Linked DNA regions of Sus scrofa: regions 1 and 3 are each linked to region 2. Evidence: chromatin contacts called from public Hi-C and promoter capture Hi-C data. All regions are on one chromosome and are shown on one strand. The core of a region is the stretch at or near the end of the contact, and the rest is flanking DNA. Distances in the headings are between cores, read along the strand shown.

Region 1 (4,768 bases), core at 708-3,207, 880 kb after region 2:
TGCAGTTTGGGCCAGGCACTAACACGGTGGCTGTCTCTCTTCTGGCTGCACTTCCCCTGAACCACCCACTCGCCATTTACCACTTCCTTGAGGATAGGGACCTTGTCCTGTTAATGTTTCTATTCCCGGTTTCTAGAAGAGCCTAGTATTTATTAGGCACTAATCAACTGTTAACCTGTCAAAATAAAACTTTAAATTCCTGCACTTCATCTTATTCTGTTAGCATGTAGTCAATTACTTATGCTAAGATTTCACAAGTGATAGGTCATGAGTTGTTTCCTTTAAAAAGCACTCACATTTAGGATCTTTTTTTTTCCTATTAACTTTTTTTTTTTTTCTTTTTTCTCTTTTTGCCATTTCTTGAGCTGCTCCCGTGGCATATGGAGGTTCCCAGGCTAGGGGTCCAATCGGAGCTGTAGCCACCGGCCTAGGCCAGAGCCACAGCAACGCAGGATACGAGCTGTGTCTGCAGCATGCACCACAGCTTATGGCAACGCCGGATCCTTAACCCACTGAGTGAGGCCAGGGATCGAACCCGCAACCACATGGTTCCTAGTCGGATTCGTTAACCACTGCGCCACGACGGGAACTCCTATTAACTTTTTTTTTTTTTTTTTTTTTTTTTTTTTTTTGTCTTTTTGCTATTTCTTTGGGCCGCTCCCGCGGCATATGGAGGTTCCCAGGCTAGGGGTCCAATCAGAGCTGTAGCCGCCGGCCTACACCAGAGCCACAGCAACGCGGGATCCGAGCCGCGTCTGCAACCTACACCACAGCTCACGGCAACGCCGGATCGTTAACCCACTGAGCAAGGGCAGGGACCGAACCCGCAACCTCATGGTTCCTAGTCGGATTCGTTAACCACTGCGCCACGACGGGAACTCCCCCAACTCCTATTAACTCTTAAATGTTTGGCTATTTTATTGTTTTGTGAGAGTGAGGGCTTTCCTAGACCAGAAGATTACAACTGGATTAGCGTTTATCAAAGAAGTCTGGGAACCACCAACATTAACACGATAAAGTGTTGGGGTTTTTTGCTTTTGGTTTTGTTTGGTTTTGTAGGTCCGCACCTGGGGCACATGGAAGTTCCCAGATTAGGGATCGAATGGGCACTATGACTGCAAGCTAGATCCCAGCTCCATCTGCGACCTACACCACAGGTCTCAGGAACGCTGGATCCTTAACCCACTTAGCAAGGCCAGGGATTTAACCCGTATCCTCACGGATACTAGTCAAGTCTTAATCCGCTGAGCCATAAGCACAGATGTCCAGGTCCTACCCAAAGCTGCTAAACCAGATTTCCTCACGTTAGCATTTAGGAAACTATATTCAACAAGTTTCACGTGTGATTTCCCTGGCATAACGAGATCTGCCACCAAACCATGCGCCTCTAAATTACAACTAGAAAAAAACATTTGCCTTTCTCTTTAGATTCTGAGCTCAGCTCCGTGCCCCTAGCGACTTCTCAGTAGGAATCAGCCAAAAGCTTCGGGTCGGAGTGACGAGCAACCCTAGAGAAGCTGGTTTCTCCCAGATCAGGTCCTCTGTCTCATCAGACGCCCACATAGGAGCCGGGAACACTCTGTCCGCGCGCGAACCGCGGGGCGGAGCAAGCTCCCTCCGCAGGTTCTCCATCCGCCCGGAGGCCGGAAAACGCGATGTAGCCACAGCTCTAAGAACACGCGAAGGCCGGAGGGAAACAACTGCAGGGGAGGAAGAGAAGTTCCAGCCTAACCACAGCTGAAGAACAAGACGGGTCCCACGAAGATGCGTGCCCCAGAGCCCCAAAAAGTTGAAAGCCCCGCCCCGCTTAGCTTTCTATTGGCCTTGCCTGGCTCCGGATCCTCCTCTCGACCCCACCCACACTGAGGCAACGGAAGCTTGAAAATGGTGCACCGCGTCCTTCCGGAAGTACTCTCCTGGGCGGAAGCTTCTGAGAGAAATATAGCGGAAGTGCTTTCTCTTCCGGCCTCTTTGGTCACGGTGGCGGAGGCGAGATGGTGAGTTGTATGTAAGGGCTCTCGGAATCGGCTTCCATCCTGCCCGTCTAACTCCGTTGCCTGCTATCCGTGGAGGGGCAGGCAAGGTTTCCCAAAACCGGGACCAGTGGACCGGAAAGGGGCATGCGGGGGCTCTCGAGTGTCAGAAGAATGGCTCCGAAGTCAGGGGGTGCCGAGTCTGCAGCCGTGGAGTTGGAGCTTCTCTAAGGCCTCTTGTCTCACCTTTGGGGAGCCCGCACAGTTCAGCGATTCGAGTGTGACCTGAGGGAAGAGGCATAGTTTTAGAGTGTTTAGCTGTTAGCAAAAGAATCTTTGGCGGTGGTCCCAGGCGGGAGCTCTTAGATTCTAGAGTAGGGGTGGGTAGGAAAACCGCATTTAGTCTTTCGCTTTATTCCTCCCCCGTTTTAATGTAACAGATTTCAAAACAGCAAATTACGGCAGGGTGATTTTAGGTGATGTGGAACTCAGGTAATGACCTCTGATAATACCATTTAAGAAAATTGAAGCTCCCTCCGTTTCAGCCGTTGTGATAGTCTTATCACAACTACTAAGATAGATAATCTTAGTAGTTTTTTTACTTGAAAACATGAGACCGTGTATAGAAATTACTAGATTTCAGAATCGTTTATTCCCTTGATTTGCAGACGAAGGGAACGTCATCGTTTGGAAAGCGTCGGAATAAGACGCACACGTTGTGCCGCCGCTGTGGCTCTAAGGCCTACCATCTCCAGAAGTCGACCTGTGGCAAGTGTGGCTACCCTGCCAAGCGAAAGAGGAAGTGTAAGTTAATGCTTTAGTTTAGTAGACTTAAAATGTATTTTGAGGTTGAGGATAGTCTCTTGCTTGTTCTGTACCTAAACGGGGCATAACTTGGAACATTATTTGGTAGCTGGGGAAACTGCATTTGTATACAGATGGGTTTAAAACTCAAGGTAGGCATTCTTAAGTATATTGACTGCTTACAAGATGGTGAGAAAACCCATTTAGAACTTTAACATGAGTTTTTGTTTTAGATAACTGGAGTGCGAAAGCTAAAAGACGAAACACCACCGGGACTGGTCGAATGAGGCACCTAAAAATTGTATATCGCAGATTCAGGTACAGTTTCCATGTTTTATCATTAGTTCCGTGTGATTGAATAACAACCCTCAACTACCCTGGTCAATAGGGATGAGGTGTTGCAAGGTGCTTTTTCTTCTGCCACCATAACTTTTAATCAGTTGTCTAGATTCTGTTTATTAATCTTTCAGTAAATGTATGAGCTGCAAATGTCTAGAGCATAGTTGGAGCTAGGTTCCTGAAAGTGTGATGATGTTAATTAGTTTGCTTACATAGCGACATACATACCTTACCAAAACTTGTCAAGAAAATAGTGTATAAATGAGAACTTTCGTTTTACTGCTTTAGGCAAGTCTGCTGCAGAAAAGTGTCATAGTTGCTGTTGGATGTGTATAGAAAGAAATTTTACAGTCTTAATTTAAGACAAGCCTTAGTGTTTTAATTTCAGTTCCAACCTAACCCTTATAGAGAAGTTGCATTTTAGTGGTAGTTTTTGAGGGGTTAATCTGTATAAGGTCTCAATTGAGGTGCTTTCTTTGTTGGGAAGGGGGGCATCCTCTACACTATAGGATATTTAGCAAAGTATCTGACCTCCCATTTAATTTCAGATTTTCAGATTTTAAAAGATCACAAGATAGTTGGGGGCTTTGTAAACACAACACCCTTATATGTGTTTGTGCCAAGGTGACCTTTGTTTCTTCTTAAGACGATTATACAGCATTATTGGTTAAGAATTCAGTGGTTTGCTGGTTTAGCGTAAGAGTTAGGAGGGAGTTCCTGTTATGGCCCAACAGGTTAAGGACCCACTGTTGTCTGAGGGTGCAGGTTTGATCCTGACCTAGTTCAGTAGGTCCTGTGTGGCTGTGACCTACGCCGCCAGCTGCAGCTCCCATTCCCCTAACCCAGGGGTGCAGCTGTTAATAAAAAGTTAAGAGCTTGAATTGAAGCCAACTTTAACCTGTTACTCCAAAGGGGAGTAACAGTATTTTTACTCCATTAAGTGTTAATATTAAACGAGTTAAGATGTAAAGCACAGTTAAGTAGTTAAGAAAATGACTACCAGTAAACATGCTTTTCCTTGGCTAAAGCAGAGTAGGCTCTGATTCATAGCTTAAGAACCGTTTTTCACCGTTTTTGAGGAATCTTAAGCAGTGGGGAAATACTGGTCCCAGTGATCAATAGAACCAAATATGTTGCTCTTTTTTTCAATTGCAGTTGATTCATTCCCTGAAATGAATATTTTGAAGCAGAAGGAAATAAATATTGCAGCTTATCAGTGATGTTGTAAAAATAAATGTCTGAACATATGAATTTAATATTGATTTCAACATTTAACTGAGATAAGCTCAAAGGTGTTTTTAAATACAAATTAAGATGTATGTGCTGACATTGCTGAAGTAATGGTTTTTGTTTCTAACACAATGCAGGCATGGATTCCGTGAAGGAACAACACCTAAACCCAAGAGGGCAGCTGTTGCGGCATCCAGTTCATCTTAAGGATTTCAGCAAAGTCACGCAATAAATGTTCTGGTTTTAAAAAATTATCTGGTGTGCCAAGGTATTTTTAATAGGCTTTTGGTATTTATGATTTACTATATACTATTGGTTTATGAATGTACAACTTCAAATCAGAATTACTTGTCAAATGGCTGTTTTGAAACACTAACAAGGTAACTTGAGCAAGCGACACTGGCAGGTGATGTGAAAAATAT
Region 2 (4,695 bases), core at 289-2,788:
ATCATTCAAAGGTAAATTGTGAGTGTAAATTATTTTTGCTGTATGGGGAAAGAACACCAAATTCATTTCAAATACAATCAAGCACATTTTAATTAAGCTTCATAAAATCAGAAAATCTTGATGAATAGCTCATACACTATCAGTTTAATTCTACTACATTTCAGAGCTGTAAAACTAAACAAGAGTATATACCACTTTACGTTTATTTTCAACCTCTACTCTAGACTGGATTAAAGAACTCTTGTAAAATGAGAAAGGCTTTTGAGTGCAGTAGTTAAGTGAATAAGATATATTCTTTGATCTCTTTAGACTGGTTCAAATGAAGCTGGAGTGGGGTGGAGATCCTTGAACAGCTTATTTAGCAGTAACTTGGATATACTTTCAGGAGGTAGTTACTACTGTCCAAAAACTATTCATGATTCACTTAGCACAAACCAAAAAAAGCAAACAGCTTCAAGTTAGTCTGTGGGTTTTTAAGAAGAGGCCCCTAAGAAAAGCCAGCAAAATAATCGTCACTGGAACTAGAGCCATTTTATCCTGGACCCTATTTAATAAATTTACCAACTATTCAATCTCTTAGGAAAACATTTCACTACTATTTTCCCATGAGTTCGATGACAAGACGGTCTTCAAGAATTTTTAAATCTGTAGTAAAAGTACAAAACTCAAGATGAAATAATGTAGAACCTACAGGCAGCTGAGAGAACAAAAGTCGAAGTAAATCGCTACACCAATTTTTCCTAAGTAAACAGCTTGTACATTTCCAAAAATGTGTTCCAGTACAGACAGATCCTTGAGAGAATGGAGGTGATGAATGTATAAGAATCGTCTAAATTATAGAGATGTAAAGCTCTTCTGTATTGTTTACAGTTGAGTTTAGAATCTAAATTTCCAACACGGAAATTTAGAACACAGCAGTGAAAAAGTGGAACTGTTACACACGCCTAGCTATCTTTACTGCAGCAAAAACACCACTAGTTGTTTGCATACCATCACCCAACTTTAATCACTCATTTAAACTTTTGTGTGTACTTTCATACAGATCTTGCCTTTTTCCCAGTCGCTCCTGAGACAAGGACAAGCAGCCATTGAATTGACTGAAATATCAGCAGTTTTCCTGGGTTATGAAATATGGGGTCTCCAAGAAAACGCCTTAGCTTCAGGCGATGTGAGTTCTAGGAGGAAGACAACTACCGTGCAGCAGGAGCCAGAGACGCAAACAACACCTCTGGCCTGGGATCCATAAGACTTACAGGCCGCGGCCTCCGCTCTTATGCAGAGCGAGCGCCAACTCTGAACCACCATCCGCCCGCCCGCCTCCCTCTTCTCGGCTCCCTCACCATCTTCGCCGGCGGCTTCGCTAAGTTGTTGTATGTGGGCCTGCGCCAGGTCGCCGAGCTCCTCCACTCGCCTCACCACACTGGAGCCTGCGGCCGCCATGGCCACAATGGGCGGGCGCGCCCAGCCACGTGACCGCGCCGGCCCGAGGTCACCTGATCCCCTGCGCGGGCGGGGCGTGGGGGCGGAGCTCGCCTACTCGATGGGAGGGGACTCCAGCTCGCGCAGAGGAGCCGCTTGGGTCTGCAAAGGCTGTTCCAAGTTACTTTTCTCCTCTGGGTCTTCTACCACCAGAGCTGAGAAGCAGGGAGACTCTTGGGGCGGGCGTGACGTCATGGCACGCTTCCTGCCCGCAGCTTCTCTAAACCAATTGTAAATCCGCCCATGTTCCCAAGCTGATCCAGCGCCTAGCAGAGACTGGCTGGTCTCTTCTCTCTCTGGAGCTGCCCTTACGGGCAGTAGAGACGACTGGAAAGTCTAGAGGTTGGACTGTCTGGTTTGGGTTGCCTAAAATGTGGAAAGCCTTACTGGCTCTCTTGGAGCACATCCAAATCGCTAAGAGGTTATTGTGCGTCTAGGTGTCCAGACACTGGTGGGAGTTCCCAGTCTAAGCGGTTGGGTGTAGCTTTTCTAAATCTTAATTTTATTTTTTATTTATTTTTGTCTTTTTTTTTTTTCCTTTTCTAGGGCTGAAGCCATGGCATATGGAGGTTCTCAGGCTAGGGGTCTGATCCGAGCTGTAGACCATGTCCTATGCCATAGCCACAGCAACGCAGGATTCGAGCCACATCTGGGACCTACACCACAGTTCATGGCAATGCCGGATCCTTAACCCACGAGCAAGGCCAGGGATCCAAACAGCAACCTTCCTAGTCGGATACATTAACCGCTGAGCCATCATGGGAACTCCTAAATCTTAATTTTAATAGCTGAGTTTGTTTGACTTCTGATTGCCTTTGGCTAGCTCACATTTAACATATTCATACAATAGCACCAAATTTTGGACATAAACTATTGCCATACAACTCAAGACCCTCAAAGAGCTCTTGGTGTGCAAAGTTCATCTTCTCAATTGTGAGTTTCAAAGCACTTAGTCAAGAATCTAACTTCCACTTTGTGTTCCTTATTTTCTTTATGCTGATCAAACAGATTTTTAACTCGTTTTTCAATTTTTAAATTTGACACAGTACATCTTGAATAATCTCCATCCTCTTACTTCTTAAGGGAGGTAGTTTTTCATTTAATAGGAAATATTAAAAATAGATGCCAATTAAAAATTATCACTTGTGATATGGTTCTATAGGAATGAAGTCACTAGCCAGTGCAGTCCCTGACTTTGAATACACCGAAAGGAGCTCAGGACAGAAATTAGGAATGAGGCAGTCTGTGTTCTGGGAAAAATTGGCAAAATAGGCCTTCAGATAGATCTTTTCATAAAATTTTATGAGCCCAATTTCTTGTATCTTCTCATATCTAGAAAAGCTCTAAAATCATTAACACAGAGATCTCCTCCTGATTAGCAGCAACCTTCTGCCAAAATGGTGCATGACGGCACATATCCTCCCTTCGCTAAAGTCACATATACTGACCTCCCCTTACCTCTTTGGAGCAGTTCCTCAGAGCTATCTGACAGGGTGTCTTCCCAGTCACAGTCTTCATTAGGCCCACAAAAAAACTTAGCTCACAACTCTTACATTGAGCACGTTGTTTTTTCTTTTTTTTTTTTTTTTGGAGGTTCCCAGGCTAGGGGTCGAATCGGAGCTGTGGCCACTGGCCTATGCCAGAGCCACAGCAACTTGGGATCCGAGCCGTGTCTGCAACCTACAACACAGCTCACTGCAACGCCGGATCATTAACCCACTGAGCAAGGGCAGGGATCGAACCCGCAACCTCATGGTTCCTAGTCGGATTCGTTAACCACTGAGCCACGACGGGAACTCCTTTTTTTTTTTTTACTCAAATGAATTTATCACATCTGTAGTTGTATAATGATCATAACAATCCAATTTCACAGGATTTCCATCCCAAACCCAGGCACATCCCCCCACCCCCCAAAATGTCTCCTCCAGAGACAAGTTTTTTTGTTTTTGTTTTTGTTTTGTCTTTTTTGCTATTTCTTTGGCCCGCACCTGCGGCATATGGAGGTTCCCAGGCTAGGGGTCCAATCGGAGCTGTAGCCTCCGGTCTACGCCAGAGCCACAGCAACGTGGGATCCGAGCCATGTCTGCAACCTACACCACAACTCATGGCAACGCCAGATCGTTAACCCACTGAGCAAGGGCAGGGACCGAACCCGCAACCTCATGGATCCTAGTCGGATTCGTTAACCACTGCACCACGATGGGAACTCCCAGACCATAAGTTTTTCAATGTCTGTGAGTCAGCATCTGTTCTGCAAAGAAGTTCAGTCTGTCCTTTTTTCAGATTCCACATGTCAGTGAAAGCATTGGATGTTCGTGTCTCATTGTATGGCTGACTTCATTTAGCATGATAATTTCTAGGTCCATCCATGTTGCTAAAAATGCTGGTATTTTGTTCCTTTTAATGGCTGAGTCATATTCCATTGTGTATATGTACCACATCTTCTGGATCCACTCCTCTGTCGATGGACATTTAGGTTGTTTCCATGTCTTGGCTATTGAAAAGAGTGCTGTAATGAACATGTGTCTTTGCGGGTCATGGTTTTCTCTGGATAGATGCCCAGGAGTGGGATTGCTGGGTCAAATGGTAGTTCTGTGTTTAGTTTTCTGAGGAATCTCCATACTGTTTTCCACACTGGTTGCACCAATTTACAATGCCACCAACAGTGTAATAGGGTTCCTTATTCTCCACCCCCTCTCCAGCTCTTATTGTTTGTAGACTTTTTGATGATGGCCATTCTGGGTGGTGAGGTGGTACCTCATAGTGGTTTTGATTTGCATTTCTCTAATAATGAGTGATGTTGAACATCTTTTCATGTGTTTTTTGGCCATGTCTTCTTTGGAGAACTGTTTAGATCGTCTGCCCATTTTTTAATGGGGTTGTTTTTTTTTTTTTTTGGTATGGAGCTGCAGAAGGTGTTTATAAATTTTGGAAAGAGTACATTCTTTTTTTCAGTTGACATAGGGAAATACTGTGTTGTGATTTACAAGTTATTGACCAAGATGGCATTCTTTTTTTTTTTTTTTTTCCATTTCTTTTTATAACTGCCCATGTGGCCTATGGAAATTCCAAGGCTAGGGGTCTAGTCAGAGCTGCAACTGAAGCCACAGCCACAGAAACACCAGCCCCGAGCTGCACCTTGCAGCAATGCCGGAGCCTTAACCCACTGAGCGAGGCCAGGGATCAAACCTGCATCCTCGCATAGACTATGTCAGG
Region 3 (4,454 bases), core at 1,527-4,026, 900 kb after region 2:
TAAACAGTGGCATTTAATGAATATTTATTAAGTAGATTATAATATAAAATAACACCAAGGCAGAAACAAACTGATATTTCTGCTAAAAATGAATTGATAGTTTCATGAAGAGCTAGGTTTGCAAAATTTAGCTTCAGATTGCTCCCTTGTTGAATGCCATGTTGCTTAACTGGCATGGTACAGAGCTGAGGTACCTTGAAATCTTTTCCTTTTAGGGTAAAGGAAATAACAGAAACTTGCTGGGCAATGTTCTAGACATGATGCAAATTTAAAATGGTTTAAGACACCTTTTTTTTTTCTTTCCCACACCTGGCATGCAGCAGTTCCCAGGGCAGGGAATGAACCTGAGCCATAGTAGTGGCCTACGCCAGGGCTACCAGGGAGCTCCATGAGATGCTATTTTGGGGTGGGAGGATTAAAGGTTGTTTGTTTGTTTTTTTTTTCCTTTAGAGGATCCAGAGAACTATTTCTGCTTTGTAGATATCCAAAAGGCTGCAGAAACTCACAAAGCAAGCAGGTAAAGATGAAGAAACAAGAGAACAAAAATTACAACAATAGCCACTGCCTGTCCCCAAACATCTCATGATCAAAAATTTCCTGGTTGCAACTAGAGATTCTCATACTAAGTGAAGTAAGTCAGAAAGAGAAAGATGTATACCATATGATACCACTTATATGTAGGATCTAAAGCAAAGCACAAATGAAGTGCCTGTCAGGGCTCAGTGATTAACGAATCCAACTAGGAACCATGAGGTTGAGGGTTTGATCCCTGGCCTTGCTCAGTGGGTTAAGGACCCGGGGTTGCTGTGAGCTGTGGTATAGGCCACAGACGAGGCTCGGATCTGGAGTTGCTGTGGCTGTGGCTTAGGCCACCGGCTACAGCTCCGATTAGACCCCTAGCCTGGGAACCTCCAAGTGCCTCGGGTGCAGCCCCAGAAAAGACGAAAAGACAAAAAGACAAAAAAAAAAAAAAAAAAAAAAAGGCGCAAATGAACCTATCTACAAAACAGAAACAGACTCACAGACATAGTATAGAACAGACTTGTGGTTGCCAAGGTCTGGGGGTAGGGCGTGGGATGCAGTGGGAGTTTGGTGTTAGCAGATGCCAATTACTACATTTAGAATGGATAAACAATGCTGTATAGCACAGGGTCCTACTCCATATCCAGTTTCCTGGGATGAACCACGATGGGTAGTGGGATAAGGTAGTTATAAACACCAGCTCTGATCATGTGACCAGTTATAGAAACAAAGACTAATTTTCATGTATATTTTTTCCTTATTTTGTTATAAATATGTTTGTTTATGGGTGTGTAGCAAATATCTTAAAAAAAAAGCTTATGTTGGAATAACTAAAGTGTACAGGAAGATTGCAAAAAAGATTTCTTAACTTTTTGGCTCTTCAAAAATATACACAGTCTGTAATACAGTAGGAACTGATTATCCAAAGCTGGTTGTAACTGTTCTCTGATTATCTGATATAATTCTAAGCTCAAAAGCTTTTGCTTCCTCTGCAGTACCTTGCTTGGAACAAAGCTGTCTCTGCTTAACGCATGTTATTTTGATTTTATGAAGTATGTAAAAATCAGAAGAGCTGAGTAACTTTCATTGGGATGGAAAAAGAACATCTTTTCCTTTTTTATATTTTTTCATGAAGAGTCCAACTCTTTGTCCATTGACACTGGCCCAAATGCTATGACCCGGCAGAACTGAGATCACATAAACTGGTTTTTGTTTTGGTTGACACTTGACTTCGCCCATGTTAGAGTAATAATTTACAATTATTTACACTCACTTAAAAACTCTATTACAAATACGCATACTTTCTCTACTTCCCCTGTGATATGCCATGACCCCATTGTATAAACTCTTACTCACTGGAAGTACAATAAATATTTGTTGATTGATTTGGTTGATGCAACTGTAAGCTTTGTTTTCAGTTCAAGGTCTACATTTTACTGATAATCTTAAAATATTAATTGCTATACATCAGAACGTGTTGGGTAACATCCTGCTTCCCAGACACACACACACACATTCACCCTTATCCCCAACTCGCTCCTTCCAATAGAGCTTGTTGCGGGGAGGACACTGCGGGAGAGAATCCAGTAGAAGGAAAGACCCACAATGCTGCTTGAGCTGTCGAGGTGCCCAAACAGCAACTTACTGGCGCAAAGTAAAAAAAAGACCAGCAGGGGTGGGGATGTAGTGGAAGAAGAGGGAACTTCATCAAAGATGCAACTGACAACTCCTAGAGGCTTCTAGATTCCATCCGAACAGGAAAAATTAAAGGTTAGAAAGCAGTGGCAGGGCGGTGTCCCCTGCCATGTTTTAATCCACTAGTAACAAGCCCGGAGCAGACTTCTCCAGTGTTCTTGAAGAGCGGGCCCCCCAAACCAAGAGCGGTAATTAGGCGAGACCACTGCGGGCAGAGACGCCGCCTAAGCAGAAGGAGCAGAAGAGCTGCTGCCCTCCTCAGAAAGCCAGGAAGCCCCCTCCCGCGCGCAGGTGGGATGGAGCCCCAGGCCTCGAGGACGCAGGGCGAGGAAAGGGGTACCGGTGCCCCTCCTAGCGACCCTTGCCTGCCCCGCCAGGGGGAGCGTCTGCGCGCTTCTGTTGGCTGACGGGACCCAGCAAGCGACGTAGGGCGGCGGCTCGGCGGCGCGGCTCCCCTCCCGCGTCCCCACCCCCTCCCCGCCCGCCCCCGGCGCGGCCCTGCCCGCCCCCTCCGCCCCCTCCCGCGGCGCCATGCGCAGACTCAGTTCCTGGAGAAAGATGGCGACAGCCGAGAAGCAGAAACACGACGGGCGGGTGAAAATCGGCCACTACATCCTGGGGGACACGCTGGGGGTCGGGACCTTCGGCAAAGTGAAGGGTGAGGACCCCCAGGGCAAGAGGCGGCCCCGGCCCGGGATCCGAACGACTTCCGCCTTTCGCACCTCTTCATCCTCCCCCGCCCCTTGCGTTCCTCGTCTCCCGGGCTCGGCAGCGCCTGTCCTGACTCGGAGGGAGCGGAGCCCGAGGCCGCCGCGGGACTGCGGCGCGGCGCCCCCAGGCTGGGTGGGGGTGGGGTGGGGACTGGTCGCCGTGGCGACGGTGCCGCGGCTGGAGAAGCTCGTCAGTGCAAGGGGCGGGGATGCGGAGGTGCGAACTTTCCCAGGCCCGGCTATCCCGGGCTGCGCGCTGCGCTCCTGGTGGTGGGTGGGGGTCCTGGGGTCTTGGCCGGGAACCCCGGGGAGGCGGCCTAGCCTTCGTCCCAGCTGTGCTCCCTGGGCTCAGGGCCAGCCCATCGCTTTTCTGGCCATCCTCGGCATTGTCCGTATTTCCGTCCTCTTTAGGAGGCTCTTGGCTTACCTGCCCTGGCTTATTCTCAAGTATGAAATGTGTCCCCCCCCCCCCCCCGCCCAAATAAGGTTGCTTTAAGGGTAGTTTGCAGAATTAAGAAAATCAAAGAGGCCATGTCGTCGGAAAGGATCATTAAATTTTTTCGGAGCAGTAAATAAGTATAAACCAGTCTTATATGTGTTTGCGATCCATGGCTTATGGTCTGAATGCAGACTCCACGCCTTCAGTGTTTCTGAATTAACAGTTTTGCGGTCTCTGGCCAAACCTGGTAGGCAGTGCAGATTTTGCCTCCAGATAACGTTTATAAATTCATTGATGCTGTTCGTCTCCTTCTATTATCACAGGCTATTTCCATTTTAATAAATAGTTTAGCACACATCATTTGAAAACCAATTTTTAAGAAAAGTGGAGTCGCTTACCTTTGTGTCGACAGACTATTTTGGAAATAACAAACTTGCTCTTCAGTCCACCAATTCTGGCACAAAAAGTTTAATTGCAAATTTTGTGAGGCATAAATATTTTTTCTTCAAAATATTTGACTTTGAAATTAGAGATGTAGAGAAGAGGACGGAAGTATGAAACTGATAAAAATAATTCATGCATTGGCTTTGGATAAATAATAGCCTATGACTTACATATACAAGCTCTTGGTAAATATTTGATTTGAAAGAGAAAAAAGTTTGTGAAAGTCTGTACAGTGAATTAACTAACTGAGCCTTGCTCTATCAGAGCTAAATAAACATTTTCTGGTTTTACCTAGGGATGGAAGAGGAGAGAGCCCTTTCTTCTCTTGCCCTTTCTGAGTCATAGAACTGGAAAATTGCTGTAGAGCCCACAGGGAAGCAACTGCCTAAACCTTCTTAAGAAAATCAGCAAGGCCAACAATGTAAGAGAAAGTAAGAAGCAAATGCCAGAATAGGGTACTATTTACAGCCATGAGGGTGGGTCTGTGTTAGGCCAGTAAGATGTTTCTGTGCCCTGGAAGTTATTTATTTTTGGCGATATTGTCTCTTTATTTGTTAGCAATTATAGACTGCTTTCAGTTTGCAGGTATTTGTAAGAAATACTCATTAACACCTTCAAAATAGTAATGGCAGTCTTGATGCTTT

Evidence for each region. Promoter capture Hi-C pulls out the DNA fragments that hold promoters and counts their contacts. A called contact is a pair of places that touch in the nucleus more often than the background predicts.
Region 1: a contact with region 2 is called in a Hi-C map of skeletal muscle, with 4 times the contacts expected there. The contact joins the promoter of RPL37 here to the promoter of C16H5orf51 in region 2. A contact is called at or near these places in 2 of 5 promoter capture datasets (fetal liver and liver), 3 of 47 Hi-C or Micro-C datasets (heart right ventricle, liver and skeletal muscle) and 2 of 2 datasets of contacts at active chromatin or transcription factors (alveolar macrophages and skeletal muscle).
Region 3: a contact with region 2 is called in a promoter capture Hi-C map of liver, with 2.8 times the contacts expected there. The contact joins the promoter of PRKAA1 here to the promoter of C16H5orf51 in region 2. A contact is called at or near these places in 1 of 5 promoter capture datasets (liver) and 1 of 2 datasets of contacts at active chromatin or transcription factors (alveolar macrophages).

What each region holds. Positions count from the first base shown.
Region 1 is chr16:25,800,715-25,805,482 of Sscrofa11.1, reverse strand. It overlaps RPL37 (ribosomal protein L37), which reads left to right and starts at 1,957. Exons shown (of 4, transcript NM_001243603.1): 1 at 1,957-1,997; 2 at 2,642-2,777; 3 at 3,011-3,095; 4 at 4,484-4,600. The coding sequence starts at 1,995. The coding sequence ends at 4,553. CARD6 (caspase recruitment domain-containing protein 6) reads right to left here and starts at 1,632. Exons shown (of 6, transcript XM_021077098.1): 1 at 1,460-1,632. The coding sequence starts at 1,632.
Region 2 is chr16:26,678,480-26,683,174 of Sscrofa11.1, reverse strand. It overlaps C16H5orf51 (UPF0600 protein C5orf51 homolog), which reads right to left and starts at 1,538. Exons shown (of 6, transcript XM_003133915.4): 1 at 1,341-1,538. The coding sequence starts at 1,440.
Region 3 is chr16:25,781,803-25,786,256 of Sscrofa11.1, reverse strand. PRKAA1 (protein kinase, AMP-activated, alpha 1 catalytic subunit) reads left to right here and starts at 2,776. Exons shown (of 9, transcript NM_001167633.1): 1 at 2,776-2,875. The coding sequence starts at 2,776.